2 separate regions of the Ovis aries genome follow, and region 1 is linked to region 2. A link is a contact called in public Hi-C data. All regions are on one chromosome and are shown on one strand. Each heading gives the region's core, a stretch centred on a gene start, on an enhancer-like site or on the middle of the called end of the contact. The rest is flanking DNA. Distances are from core to core; before and after follow the strand shown. Region 1 overlaps NEK7 (NIMA related kinase 7). Region 2 holds the start of NEK7 (NIMA related kinase 7).

What was found. Hi-C and Micro-C count contacts between places; a contact is called where the count stands out from the background.
Region 1: a contact with region 2 is called in a Hi-C map of liver, with 3 times the contacts expected there. The contact joins the enhancer-like site here to the promoter of NEK7 in region 2. A contact is called at or near these places in 3 of 16 Hi-C or Micro-C datasets (liver, mixed tissues and tail adipose tissue).

What each region holds. Positions count from the first base shown.
Region 1 is chr12:76,581,375-76,584,847 of ARS-UI_Ramb_v3.0, forward strand. It overlaps NEK7 (NIMA related kinase 7), which reads left to right. Exons shown (of 8, transcript XM_060396775.1): 5 at 626-733. Among named protein-coding and RNA genes, the nearest start is that of NEK7, 100 kb to the left of the region's middle. Within about 2 kb of position 2,122, at least 4 of the 54 cell types and tissues checked have an H3K27ac peak or open chromatin away from gene starts, as enhancers often do. A contact at or near this core is called in liver, where this site is marked.
Region 2 is chr12:76,479,740-76,483,225 of ARS-UI_Ramb_v3.0, forward strand. NEK7 (NIMA related kinase 7) reads left to right here and starts at 1,554. Exons shown (of 8, transcript XM_060396775.1): 1 at 1,554-1,829.

The sequences.
Region 1 (3,473 bases), core at 872-3,371, 100 kb after region 2:
ATATTCATGATTCCCAGTCAAATGGTCAGACCAAATGTATGAAGGTTACATCACTGAGGCAGTGGTCCCTTCATTTTGGGATGTAAAAAATTTCAGTACAGTTGACTTAAGCAATTGAAATAATGTCATCTAAGTAATTATCTGCATCTTTTTTGATTTTATATTTTATGTAAACATGTCAATAAATTACTATTAGTGTTCTTGCCTGGAGAATCCCAGGGACGGGGGAGCCTGGTGGGCTGCTGTCTATAGGGTCGCACAGAGTTGGACATGACTCAAGCGACTTAGCAGCAGCAGCAACAGGGTGTTTAAAACTGATAGAAGGCCACACATTTATTTTGTGCTTTGAATTACACAGAAGTTCATTTGAAAATGGAAAAAATACATTTAAAATGAAAATTAATGGTGCTCATCATCCTGTATTGATGATTGTCTATCAAAGGACCAGGAACTCAGAAATACTAGGATATGTGAAAATTACTCAAAATAAATAACTGGTTCAGAATTCAAACTGACTTTCATTTTTAACATATATTTTAAGTTCTACAATGAGAAGTATTTTTAATCCCTTGAATATACCTACACTGACATCATTTTTCACCCAATGCCTTCTTTTAATTCACAGATATAAAACCAGCTAATGTGTTCATTACAGCCACTGGGGTGGTCAAGCTTGGAGACCTTGGGCTTGGCCGTTTTTTCAGCTCCAAAACCACAGCTGCACATTCTTTAGGTAAGAGACACAAGATAATTTCAGTTATCTGTCTGCTTCCCTCCACCCCACCCACATGATTAAAATATAAGGGACATATGAATTATATGCCAGCTCTTATCGTCTAAATACTATCAATATTTTAAAAATCCTTAGGTCCTGAGCTGAAACCTATCAGGTATAATGTGTCCATTCATATGACACTTGGACACTTCTCTTTGACCATCAGGCAGCCACTTAGTAAAAGAAAATGCCAGTGAAAAAATCTAGTTTTAACTGTTACCATGGACCTTCCCTTTTATTTTATGTTTGATAATATTAAGATAGTATGAAGAATAAACTGTATCTTGAAGACCTCACCTTACCATTTAAAAATGTTAGAGTAGTTTGCAAATTTATTAAAGTAGCATACATGGTTGTGATTACTCGTGGGGGGACCTACAGATGATTTGTGGCTCAGGAGGAAATACTCCCCTAAAGTGTAAAAGTACAAGTAGAAGACACTTGTAATTTATTGATTCTAGAGCTGATAACATACCCGTGTCCTTTGTACCTAAAACAGAACTGAATGTAGCTAGTCCAACAGTACCTTAATGTAAACTGGTTTTCCATTAACATAGCAATTATTGGGAAGAAATTATTTTTAGACTGAATAACTTAAAGGGAATGATAGTTTCTCCTAAAAGTTTTCAAATCATAGTTTCCTTGTAACATAAGACTTTGACAAAATGGTAACCATCAAATAAGAATTAAGATAAAAATAATTTGGCTTTAATTTAATGATGCCTCATCTTTGCTGTCATAATTTCATTGAAAACAATTGATTTTTTAAAATTAAGTTATTGTTTTTAAGTGAGAAATAAAAATTAAATGGTCTAATGAGGAATGAGTTTCACTGAATGACAAAATAATAAAACGAGCCAAATTAGGTGACTAGACATTTTTAAAGTTTTCTGACTTTTGTCGCTGAAGCTCTGTGAGACCTTGAACCTGTCGCTTGATTCTTCTGCATCCGGGATGGTGTGTGGCATATAGTCAATATTTGGTGGATGACAGAGCATTGGACCCTAGATTAAGGAGTTGTGGGCAGATAATACTTTTTCCGCCACACAGAGTTTCAGTTTTGTCTAGTACTTCAAGAAAATAAAATTTCAACTGATACTGAGTAGTACTGCTTTAGTTATTTCTTTCACTTCATATTTATTTTCATAGAACATTGCAATTTTGAGGGGGATAGGGAAATTTGATATAAAATTCCATGAGAACTGCATGAATTTGCATAGCACTTGAATAAAGTTTTATTTGGAAGTTCCAATTCTTACCATGCAAATAGTAGAGGACTTCTGTGAAGAAAACCTCAGACTGTTCCAAGCCAGTGCCACTGGCCCTCAGGAAAGATAACCCGTGTTGACTTTGTTACTCACCTGAACGGAATGTCCTGACAGCACTCTGTCAGTGATCTATTGTACTTACAAATGCTTGGTCATCATTACACACGCGTGCACGCACGAATGCACAGGCGTGTGCACTGTGTACATGCCGCTTTGCAGGCTGTCGCTCTGCACATGCGTGCGCGTGTTCCTGCACACGTGTGTGCACTGTGTACATGCCGTTCTGCGAGCTGTCACTCTGTACATGCTGTAGTCGCCTGACCCTGGAGACCCAGCATTGTCATGCGAAGCCAGGTTGGAAGTGCACTCCTTTAGCTCGCCTGCCACTGCTCCTTACAGATGCTCTCAGTGGGGTTCCAAATGTATACGCGTCTCTAGGTTTAGGGGATGTATTATTCCAAGCTATGTGACTTAGAGAGCAAAATTTTAATAGATTTAACAATTAAGAATTGCTAGGATGAGATGGCTGGATGGCATCACTGACTCGATGGGCGTGAATCTGAGTGAAGTCCGGGAGTTGGTGATGGACAGGGAGGCCTGGCATGCTGCGATTCATGGCGTCGCAAAGAGTCAGACACGACTGAGCGACTGAACTGAACTGAATGTCAATTTTTATCTAAACCAATTCACTTAGGGTCATGTAGTTGCATGTAGTTTATATGTGTGTGCACGTGTACACACACACACACACACGAATTGGGGATGCCCATAATCATAAAGCACGCTGAGGCACAGCCAGTGAGGAAGTAGCAATGAGACTGATTGCTTCGATGAATGAATCAATAGGAAAATAATTTATTTCCCAAGTATTTTTGTTTTCCATGTTATTTTGAGAAAGTATTCTTAACATAAGAAAGCATCTTGTATTTCTGCCTGTCTTTTCTGTGAAGTAGAAATTAATGGTTTGAAACTGAAGTTCACTAAGCAAAGTACATTGAATATCAAGAATTAAAGTTTGAACTCTAGCCCAACAAGGTGTTTGGACCCAATAAAAATCTTATGTAGAAGGATCAGGAAAAATTCTTTGCTAACAAAGAATATGTATAAAATAACAAGGATAGAAATTGTGACACAGACTTACGTTTGTTGACAAGTTGACCTTAATTTTTGCTTTTAAAAAATTATTGCCCTCCTGTGTTATTGACTTACACTTTTGTTTTTAAGAGCAAATTTGAAAGAGTGTTTTAAAAATAAATACTAAGGATATATGATACAGCACAGGAAAATTTAGCCATTATTTTGCAATAACTTCAGGTGGAGTATAATCTATAAAAATACTGAATCACTATGTTGTACACCTGTTATAAATCAAATGTACTTCTGTTTAAAAACTAAAAATAAAAGATTGCTTCTAAGAATTGGTTCCAAAA
Region 2 (3,486 bases), core at 304-2,803:
TGGATTTGGTCACCCCTCCAATGACTCTTCACACCCTGCTTTATTTTTGAATGAATCACCATTTGACACAGTATGCATTTATTGGCTTATTGTATTATTATTGCCTTTTTTACAATGTAAAGGCCATGAGATCAGGGACTTTGTGTCTTGGTAACTGCTTTACTTCTTAGAACAGTGCTTAGCAGATTTACCCATACTTTATTAGCCATTGAAATAAAAGTCTTCTACTGAGATCTTGAATTATTTTCTCTCTAAAAATAAACTTTCTAAATGATAATTCCATAGGTTTAACGTTTCAAGCATTTGAGCTATAATCTACTCATTCTTGGCTCGAATCCGTTGGTTGTGGAGCCAAACTAGTGAACAGGCCTAGGAGTAATAGCAGCTACTCAATGAACACTTCTCTGCCAGGCTCTGGCGCTTAAGCATTCTGCTGTATCTCACTGAATTCTAGTGTAGTACTAGTGCTGTGTTTAGTGGCTCAGTCTTGTCTGACTCTTTGCGACCACAAGGACTGTGCCTCACCAGGCTCCTCTGTCCTGGATTCTCCAGGGAAGAATACTGGAGTGGGTTACCATGCCCTCTTCCAGGAGATCTTCCCCATCAAGGCATCAAACCGGAGTCTCCTGCATTGCAGGTGGATTCTTTTCCAGCTGAGTTACCAGGGAAGCCCTAGAGACAGGTATTATTACTACTGTCCTCTTACAGAGTGTGACTACAGGAAAGGTGAAATAACTTGTCCTGCCAGGTCAGGGTTAACCTCCCAGGTGGCGCTAGTGGTAAAGAACTCGCCTTTCAATGCAGGTGAAGTTAAGAGATGCAGGTTCGATCCCTGGGTGTGAAGATCTGGTGGAAGGCATGGTTGGCAACCCATTCCAGTATTTTTGCCTGGAGAATCCCATGGACAGAGGGGCCTGGCGGGATCTAACCCTGGAGAGGGTTGCAAAGAGTCAGACACGACTGAAGAGACTAAGCAAGCTCACGCACCACCTGAGATTCAAATCAAGGTGAGGCTGACCCTTCCTAGCCCTGTCCCCCGGTTACCGAAGTAGCGAAGCGGCTGGATTCACAGTATTCCTTTTGTAGTTCCGTGTTCTAGGGTTCTGGGATGTAATGCATACCCCTCCACCCACCACCAAATCCTCCTAGGACCAAACCAGGTAGTTCACTTCTTAGAAATGTCCTAAAGGCCACTGTCCTCTAGGCTGGGATAAAAAACTCGATGATCCAGAAGAAAGCGACGTACCAATTCGGCTGACCTCTTGAACATTGGGCATTTAAAGTTGTCAAAAGGCAGCCGACCCCCGATTTGGAGGGAAGGGGGCCGGAAAGAGGGGACTAGGGCTGGGCCTGACCACAGGAAGGCTCCCCAAGACCCGCCTGGGCGCCAGCGGGGGACTTCGGGGCTCTGACGCTGAGGCCTGAGGGTAGTGGCCCAGTAGGCCGATCCCAGCCCGGCTTGGGGCGGGGCCGGCGGCTTGGGGCGGGACCGACGCCCTGGTGGGCGTGGCCGGCGCCCGCCCCGCCCCCTCCTCGGGGATGCCGGGATGTTTACACTCCTGACAGCCGCGGCCGGGGGAGGAGGCGCGGGAGTTGTGGGAGGATGGGCCGCCGCTAGGGTCTCGCTCCTGACGCGCCTCGCCGTGCGCAGGGTGGGTGCCCGCTCCTGCAGCGTCCGCCGGAGCGGCGCGGCGGGAGGTGGCCAGCGCTCCGGGCCTCGCAGCCACAGCCCCGGGCCCAGCGGGCCTGTCCGCGGCGCCGCCTGGCCGAGCCGCCCGCCCGCTCCGGGTCCTGCGCGGGCCAGAGGACGTAAAGCTCTCCGCTTCCTGGTGAGTCGCTGCCGCTGGGGTCTTGGGCACGCGGGCCGGGGCTCCGCCGGGTGGGGCTGCCGCGGAGCCAGGCGGGGAGGAGAGGTCGGGCCCGCGCGCGGCGGCCTGGGGACCATGCTTGGGGAGGGTCGAGGGAGGCCGGTGCGGGGCGCGCGCGGCCGGGGGGCTTTGGGCCACTCCTGGGCCGTGGGGAGAGCCTCGTGCCCCGCGCGGCTCCGGCGCCCGAGCCCGCCGCCGTAACTAAGAAACTCAGGCGGCCACGGCGGCGGCGCAACAGGTCTGGGTTTGGGGACCCGAGGAACTTGGCGAAGTCCCGCCTCCCGGCGCACGCTCATTGGCTGCGCGTCTTATTTATTCCTCGCGGATTGGCTAGGTCCAGCTGTCAGCAATCGGCCACCGCGGGACTGGGCAGAGCGAACTTCCAGGGAGAAGTGGGTGGTGGGAGATTTGCAGCCTGGCTTGGAGGAGTAGGGGGAAGACGACCGACCTTTTGGAGAAGGTGCTTTACTGGGGCTCTGTCAGGAATAGGAGACGTCAGAGAGAAGGACTGCAAGGCAAATAGCAAATGGTGGTGGTGCTAGTGGCAACAGAAGATAAATAAAGTCATTGAACATTGAGGCCAAAAATCAGAGACGAAAGGGAGCTCAAAGGAAAAAAGGAGAAAAAATGATAAGACTACATTGTCCCCAGTGTCAGGAAGGGAACACAACCTAGAGAAGGATGCTGCAGTGGGATTTAAGAACCCCTGTTACCTCTTTGCGGTAAACTAGGCCCTGGGAGATGATGTTTAAAACAGATGAGTCTTGTTCTCGCCCAGCTGTAGTTAGGGATGGATACTAAAAATAGTTACTTACAGTAAGATATGTTTCCATCCTTGAGCGTTGTTGGTGACGAAATTGAAAGAAACATTGCAGAAACGAAACGATTTTTCCTCTGCTTTGAGGCTACTGATCGTAAGGACGCAGTTGAAACAGATACCCATAGTTTGTAGAGCACTGTGTGCCCGCCATAATTAGAACCGCTGTTGATAATTCCTCCTCCAAGGAATTTGCAGTTTATAGAAATATGCATATTCCCTTCAGGCTACAGCTGCGCGTCTCACCAGGTTGCGTTACAGAGTAAAGGGCAGAATGTGTGCGTGATCATTCTGTAAGGGAGCTTGAGCTCTTGAGGGTGTGGTCGGAGAATGGCTTAGCACTTTGCCTCAAAAAATTTATAGTACCTTTGGGACAGTCTGACTGTGAAAAGGGTGAATAGTTAAACGAGATACAGTTAACTCTGTAATGCTTGCGGTGACTCCTGGTGAATGGACGCCGAGTATTTTTGGCCGGAACCCTTGATGAAGGCCCGTGCACCCAAAACAAGTTAACAGAAGACCTAAGGAATTTCATTTCCAGAGATCCAGTCCACAGCTTGCTTCACTCCTAAAACCGCAGCATCCTCAACTTGGTCCTGGACTGGGTGGGAGCTTTGAAAAAGTTTAAAACTGCATGGGGCCGACGGGAGGAGGGCGGCGAAATTAAAAGGCGAAGGTACCCCTAGTGGAAGCTGGTCGCTCGCTCTGCAGGGGTCTGGGGCTGCCCGGGACCTTTCCCGGAGGCGCGGGCCTGGGATTCCGCCCTCGCGCGGGAGGCCCCGCCCTCTGCAGACGGACGAC